Regions from separate parts of the Mus musculus genome. Here region 1 is linked to region 2. Evidence: chromatin contacts called from public HiChIP or PLAC-seq data. All regions are on one chromosome and are shown on one strand. Each heading gives the region's core, a stretch centred on a gene start, on an enhancer-like site or on the middle of the called end of the contact. The rest is flanking DNA. Distances are from core to core; before and after follow the strand shown.

Region 1 (3,732 bases), core at 135-2,634, 570 kb after region 2:
AGTAATATTTTTGCACTTCAAAGCATGCTTTTGGGTTTTCTATGGATAGACAAACACTTAGCTCTTTCTAGATTCTCATTTTAAGGCTTGCTTTTCATGATTTGGGGGTATTTGATTCTCCCCCCTCTGCACTCAGACTATAAACTTTAAAGCTAACTTCAAAAAAACTTCACAATTACTTTAATAGTGACATGTTTGACTGCCGATTCTTATTTTTTGATCAAGGTAGTGGATCAACCTTGAGAGTTTTCAGTTCTTCAAAATGGAGTTCATGAGTCAGAGCCATTTTCAGGTGAAGTGTAATGGTTCCTACCATTGTGCATTCAACACTGTTAACCATTAATCATCACGACCTTAACACACATAACTTGGGTGTAGGAGAGAGCATTAAAAAAAAACATTTTATGCACCTGCTTCATAAGGAAAAATTAAACCCGAGTTTCTCACATAAGTCTTAAGCTCATATATATGCATGTTAGTGTAATTTGTGTAATAAATCAACCCTATTTGGCTTGTCTTTTCTGTAGTCGGCTAAGCAAATGAGTACCACCTCATTAAGGAACATCTGGTGAGTAATTTTCACCTGGTTTGAATATGTGATTTTTTTTTTACACTGAGATGTTATCTCATCATTAATTAAACATCACCATGAATTTTATTCGTCTCCTTTCCTCACCCCACTTGTAGAATTTTTCTTGGTGGGTAATGGGACTTTTGCTAAAATGTAATTGCATTTACTTGTACAAAGACAATTTCCACCCTCTTAAATCAGTGTAAAAGGCCTCATGCTGTGCTTGCAGACTACAGAAAAAAAAATATGTTGCTGTGTATAATTCTGTATTTGCTTGAGAATTTCCAAGATGGGCAACCTAACCTCTACCTTTTAGGTAATTGAAACTTACATGGAAAGGATTGGGAAAGCGCATGTCTCTGCTTGTACGCTCTAGTATTAAACATGAATCTCATCGGACAATAAAAATGACGTGCTTGGAGACAGGGCAGTGCACGGGAGCATTCATACAAAGGCAACGCCAGTAAAGAGATTCAGAGAGCAGCACTCAGGCTGCTCAAGAACAAGATCCGGAGCAGGTGGGTACAGAAAAAAAACGTCCAGGAAGGCCTCAAGGCAGCCAAGACCAGGATGCCAGGGATGGGAGAGCTCCCCTCCGGCTTGAACGCCATTGGATCCCTGGGCTGCACCAGTCGCCAGGGTTTCTGAAGACCCCTGCCAGCATCGCCGCTGGCCTGCTGGTCAAGAATGCCGGGGCTCGCGCAGGTTGCCACGCGGTGGCTGCCGCCCCAGCGGTGACTGTCGCGAACCTTGCCTAGCCGCGGCGCTCGGGAGCTGCGCCGGCTGCAGCTGGTGCTGGCCGGGCGGAGGCGCGGCCGGTCCCGTCGGGGCGGGGCCGGGGCGGGGCGTCGGGCCGCGCGGCAGGTGTGGGCGCGCGGAGGTGGCACAGCCCGCGGCGCTTTCTTTCGACCTGCGCACAACGCGGGACGCAGAGGCGCGCGCGGGGTGCGTGGAGGCCGCAGGTAAGCGGGCCCGGGCGCGCGGCGAGCCACCCTGGGGTTGGTGGGAGCCGAGGGACGAGGCGGCTCGGCGGCGCGCGTGGGGAGCGGAGGCGCGGTCCCGCACAGCCACCCGCGCTCGGCCACACGCTCGGGCCGCGCGCGATCCTCGAGCGCGCAGGGAAGCAGAGCGCGGCGTGCGTGCTGGAGCGCTCTCCGCTGGGGAGTCCCCGCGTTGCCCACGCACCATTTCAAACTCTGGGTGCTTTGGAAACTTCCCGGGGGCTTCTCCGGTGGAGTGCACAGAAACGAGGCGTGCGGTGAGAACCCCCACAGCCGAGGATTCGCTTGTTTTCAGTTCGTACTCGTATGGTGGAAAAAGGATGAAGGATGTTCGTCAGCTCCTGCCCCTTCTCTCCGTGACCCTCCCTTGGAAGGGCCGGCTCCTCGGCTGCTGCAGGGTTTCCTCAGCCAGGCAGTGGCCGCGTAGGGAGCAGCGAAACAAGCTTAGGTGGCCTCCTAAAGAGCTAAAGGACAGGGACAGGCAATGGGGCTCACAACCTGCACCAAGGGTTGGAGCTGTGGCCCTCCTGCCTGGGGACTGCTTCTGGAATCCGAATCCCGTCTTTCAGCTTCCTCATTGAAATCCTGGCACCTTTGAAGTGGAATTAGAGGGGGAAGTAGGCACGAATTTTTTATTTTTATTTATTTATTTATTTTGCGGGAGTTTATTACCTGTGGATTAAAATACTTGGTGAACGGGAGTTTCGACAATGCTCAGTTTTATCATTTGTTTTGAGAAAGTTTTGGTTGACTTGATTTTTGTTTTAAGTGATTTAAAAGTGACGCTCGACTTTAGGTTTATTGAGTTTCTCGTGTTTGGTTGGAGGGGAGCTAACTTTTTAAGTTGTTTCCCACTGTCATTCTGGTTATTGTTCAGTATCTCCAGAGGCAGTTCCGTAGGTATTTTATTTTGATTTTTATCATCAAAAAAAAAAAGGCTTAAAATAATATTGTGCGGTTGTCCCCCACCAAGGAAGTAATATAGTTCGCTTCCTTTCTCCTTTGTAACTTGTACAGGGCCTCTTGAAAACTAGGTTGGGTCCCCAAATAGGCATTTTTGATTCGTGTTTAATAGACTTTTTTTTGGAGGTGGGGTGGGCCTTCTGGAAACTTTTCTTTTACATCATATTAGGTCTTTATTTTATACGTAGGTATTGCCTTCATGGTTGATGTGAGAGAGAGCAAGAAGCCTGAAAGCTAGAAGAGCCTAGAAGGCTCTTGAAGTTTTATAAATTCTGAAGAGTACATAGTAGTGACTAAATCCTTGACGGACAGTGTGGACTCGGCTTGTTTTAAATAGGTTATTATAGGACGAAAGCTATGAGACATCTACTATTTGAATATCTTTATAAAAATGGAAGTGGAAAAAAATGGAGAACAAGAAATGTGTATCATTTTCCCCTCATTTTGAAATCATTTTTCTTGATTTGCCCCAGAACTGAAGCTATATTAAATACCGTTGTTAACTATTTAGGGTACTTATAGAACATTAATTGATTTGTTTTAACAATAATTTTCTTCAGTGATAGGTTTTTGTTAAATGTGTTTTGCTGGGAATATTGACGCCTTGAGATTAGAAAACATTAAATTCTTCGTAATTGCCACAATTGCATTACTTGTGTCTAAGTATTTTTATCATTTGAACATTGTGGGGGCTCTTAACTTTAAACGTAAAAAGGCGAAAATGTAACCTCTGATTACTAACATTTAAGGGATAAAATATAGTATTAAAAGACAATATGGAATTTGAAGGCATTTTAGGATAGATAATTCTCTAATCATAAACAAGAAAGGGCTAGTAATAATGCTTTAAAACATCTTCTTGATATATTTAATAACTAGTTGCTTAAAAAGTAACCCCCAAATGTCTCAAAAGTTTTAATGAGTGATAAATTTTGTTATTACATAGTTCTGCAATGTAGGGAAAAAAAAACTTTTGTTGAATCTAGAATAGATGCAGCTTAAGTAAAAGAAATGGTGAAATTTGATCTTTGCATTTTGAGCTACATTTTCACTGGGGGCTTTTAAACAATGACAGTAAATTGTATAGAAAGTAGATCAGTTATTTAATCTGTACATGTAAGTACCCTAATGTGCTTGCTTCATTTGTAGAGTCTCCGGCTGTCTTTCACTCCAGGCTTAAAAAAACAAAACAACAAC
Region 2 (3,573 bases), core at 205-2,704:
CCAATCGGTATTTATTCTATGACTACAACTTTTATGGTTATTTTGTGTATAGTCACATCTTGCAACTAACAATAAGCCTATGAAGTTTGACTCTGTACAATGACAATGCCTTGGCTAAATTTAGCCCCAGTAGTCAGATGAATTTAAAAAAACTTCCACACATATTGAAATATTTCTGAGTTGTTGAAGATTAAAAAAAAATCAGATTTTCAACTAAGGAACCTTGATAATGGGAAAATAGTCTTCCCCAGGGAAGGGCACACTAATTATCCAATAACCAATTATTGCTTATGTAACACGAAGTGGTCAGCCCTGAACGCATACGTACAAGTAATATTAATCAGGTTGAGCAGTTGTACATATATATTTAGGAATATATATGTGTGTGTGTGTGTGTGTGTGTGTGTGTGTGTGTGTGTGTACACACACCAATCATGAATAAAAAAGACATCATGAATCTGAGAAAGAGCAAGCAAGGGTTTATGGGAAGCTTTGAAGGAAGGAAAGGGAAGGGGGAAATGATGTAATTAATTATATTATAATCTCAAAAAATATAAGAACTAATTTTGCAGCATTAGGTTTGTAGGAGTTGCAAACAACTCATAATGAAAGATGAGAGATACTTTTGAAATGTTAAGAGAGAATTCTTGGGAAGTTAACACACATAAATAAGTGCGTAAATGAGCAAGAGAAAAAGCCAAAGCAGGTGGGCAGGTATAAACTGCTGGGGCTGGAACAGAAAAGAGACGAGAGAAGTTCCGGGGGGAAATGTGTCTATATGATGAAGTACCTCAGTTAGTCCTAGGAGGGCTCAGAATGAGGGGCCTGACCTGAGATGGCCTGCTCTTGAGAGAAAGCACTGATAATGTGTAGTAATCAATTGGCACATGCGCAGGAAGACAGGAAAAGAATGAAGAAAAAGAAAAACCTTGAGGGGCCAGCAAGGCCAGCTGGGGAAAACCAGCAAAAATACGGGCAGCAGAGTAGAAAGACAAATGTGTGGAGCCAGCGCTTTATGCCTCTAAGGCCATTTGCACTTAGCAGTCCTAACAAACCAAACGTGTTAATCATTTCCTTATGCTTCCCTGTGGATTTTACCACCTCCTTGCTTGCTGTCTGCTCACTGCAGGTGCTTACAAAACACTTGCCGATTGAAAGGGGGAGGGGGATGAGAGAAACTGATGGAGATTTTTTGTGCAGCTTAGGTGAACCCCTGTGCAGGCTTCTTTAAGGGACCCAGTAGACCTGTGTATTGTGTTGAGCTCATTTTGTAGTAGCCCAAGCAAAGAAATTCAGTAAGATTGGCTTCCCAGCCTGGACAAAGCTGACTGCTTAGCTTTCTCTGCAAGTGTAGTTGTTTGACTTATAAACAGATTGCCCTCTGCTTTGCTTCATGGTCTGCTGCACGGCAGAAGAAATGTCTGAGATTGCATTTCTGTTGTGACTCATCTCAACAAGGAACACTGCAAGACAGACACCAGACACCTCGCAATCCCCAGAAAAATGAGCAAGGAGCCCATCAGGCCATGGTACAGAGTAGAAATGCAGGAACTTCATAATGAGGCTGGTTTTTTTTTAAAAAAAAATTAATAAAATGAAAAAGAAGAAGGAGGGAAGAGAGGAGAGGAGGAGGATGAAGAAGGAGGAGAGGAGAAGAAGAGAAACACACCTAGCAGTGTAGAAGAGGGGGTAGTAAATGACAGGACAGTGTGGGTCCATTTCAGAGAACTTTTCTCTTAAAAGACTGTTTATAATGGCAATGTATATAAATTCTTTTTATTTTTTCTTTTTATTTTTCCTGGAGCAAGTTAAAAAGGTACCACTCTCTCCAAAGAGGGGTATTCCTAATTCGTCAACGTGATGGCATGTCGCATAACCTCAAAATACACCATTACTCATTTATGTGGTAGCATAAAAATTCACTCATTTATTGATCAAACCAAAAGGCTGCTTACTTTCTCCTCTCTTCATCTCTGATGAGCTATGTCATAGGATGTCTGCAAGCATCAAACAGGATTAGGCAAGATTAATTTGATCAGAATCAGGACAATATTCTAGCTACCCAAAGAAACCCTCTCAGGAGAAGGTCATCCAACAGGAAACAAAAACGGAAGCTTTGTAGAGTGATTTTCTTTTGAAAAATGAATGTGTATCTGAGAAAGTCAGGGAAATTCTGAGAGATCAGAAGTGACGAGAAATCACATAACCACAGAGCCATCCAAGGACCAGAATCAGCATTTGCCTTGTGGGTCTTTGTGATTCAGGAGGACCTAGGACTCCATGCCAATAAGTTGAAAAACAGCCCCGAAGCTGGGATTCCCAAAAGACAATGGTGTCAAAGGCACACTGAGCAACTCTCCCATGTCACCCTTGTAGCCAGTGTGTGAGAAAAGAAAATCTGCATCAGACACCTACAGGCAAAATCCTTCAACCAGAGAAATCAAAGGGCCTCGAACCACCATCTCTGTGAGGATCCAGTAATGAAAGTAAAGCTGAAATCCTAGTCTGAAAGATTACCAGGTTTTTGGTGCCATCATGCCCCTGACAGCAGTAAGTGACCAGCTCAAAGCAAAGGTCCTTACGTGGGCTCCATAGCCCCTTCCATTCACAGGATCTATAAAATGGAGTAGGGAAATGCTATGTATTTGTTTTTATAACTGGTGTCTCATAACTTAGTATTTCTGACTATTATGAGAAGAAAAAGCAGAAATTGTGGTCATTAGAATAATAACGAGCATTTTCTCTAATATGTCAGATATTTTCATATTATGACAACTGTTCTAATTACCACTAAACATCATTTGTGCTTATTAGGATTCTATTACTCATTTTAATCAGCTTAGGGCCTCTTGTTATTTTATGCATTTATTTTTTAAAAAATGTACATGGTCATCAGTCTTCATATCAGAGGCCTGCTTAGGAAATAGAGGCAGGAACTGCAAGTCTGAGACTAGCCTAGACTACAGAGTAAATTCAAGGCCAACCTGGGCAACTTAGTGAGACACTATCCTACAAAACAAAAAACAAAAAACAAAAAAAAAAACCTAAAAACAGGCTTGAAGATTTAGCTCAGTGATGGAATGCATAGTCACTGTGAGGCTCTAGGGTCAATGCCCAGTACTATAAAATATGTATATGTTAGTACACCAGAATGGGCTTTTACACATGTGTGTGTTTGTAGCTATATTTCAGAATGATTAGCATCTATTATTTATTATTTATTGTTATGTATTATTTGAAGCATTCATAACAAAGCCACCTGTGTTAAAAACAATATTAGAAAAGCAAACTCAGAAATATATACCTGACGAAAACATCATCCTGGACTCTAAAAGGTATGGACAATTATCAGTTCGATAGAAGTGTTCAGAATTAGAAAAGAAATGCAGGCGAGGAGAGTGGGGAGGGAGATGGCGTCTTGAAAATATCAGTCAAACTTAATTTCTTTCCAGGTTTGAACGCGAAAGAAATTTAATTAAAATGTTTTTGTTGGGACGTTCATGTTCTGTTACAGATATCGGTCACCAATTCAAAAATGAAAGATGAGTGGAAAAGGGAACCAAGTTGGAGAGG

What was found. HiChIP or PLAC-seq counts read pairs in DNA pulled down with a chosen protein or histone mark.
Region 1: a FOXA1 HiChIP or PLAC-seq map of pancreatic cancer cells shows a contact between it and region 2. The contact joins two enhancer-like sites. A contact is called at or near these places in 1 of 15 datasets of contacts at CTCF or cohesin (the NIH/3T3 cell line), 2 of 484 Hi-C or Micro-C datasets (MC3T3-E1-derived osteoblasts and reprogramming fibroblasts) and 4 of 115 datasets of contacts at active chromatin or transcription factors (bone marrow-derived dendritic cells, embryonic stem cells, pancreatic cancer cells and 1 more).

The regions. Positions count from the first base shown.
Region 1 is chr4:88,936,198-88,939,929 of GRCm38.p6, reverse strand. The region is part of intron 1 of Gm49890 (predicted gene, 49890); the gene reads left to right. Among named protein-coding and RNA genes, the nearest start is that of Gm49890, 4.0 kb to the left of the region's middle. Within about 2 kb of position 1,384, at least 144 of the 459 cell types and tissues checked have an H3K27ac peak or open chromatin away from gene starts, as enhancers often do. A contact at or near this core is called in the NIH/3T3 cell line and pancreatic cancer cells, where this site is marked.
Region 2 is chr4:89,506,127-89,509,699 of GRCm38.p6, reverse strand. All of the region lies in intron 7 of Gm12610 (predicted gene 12610), which reads right to left. Among named protein-coding and RNA genes, the nearest start is that of Dmrta1, 180 kb to the left of the region's middle. Within about 2 kb of position 1,454, at least 40 of the 459 cell types and tissues checked have an H3K27ac peak or open chromatin away from gene starts, as enhancers often do. A contact at or near this core is called in the NIH/3T3 cell line and pancreatic cancer cells, where this site is marked.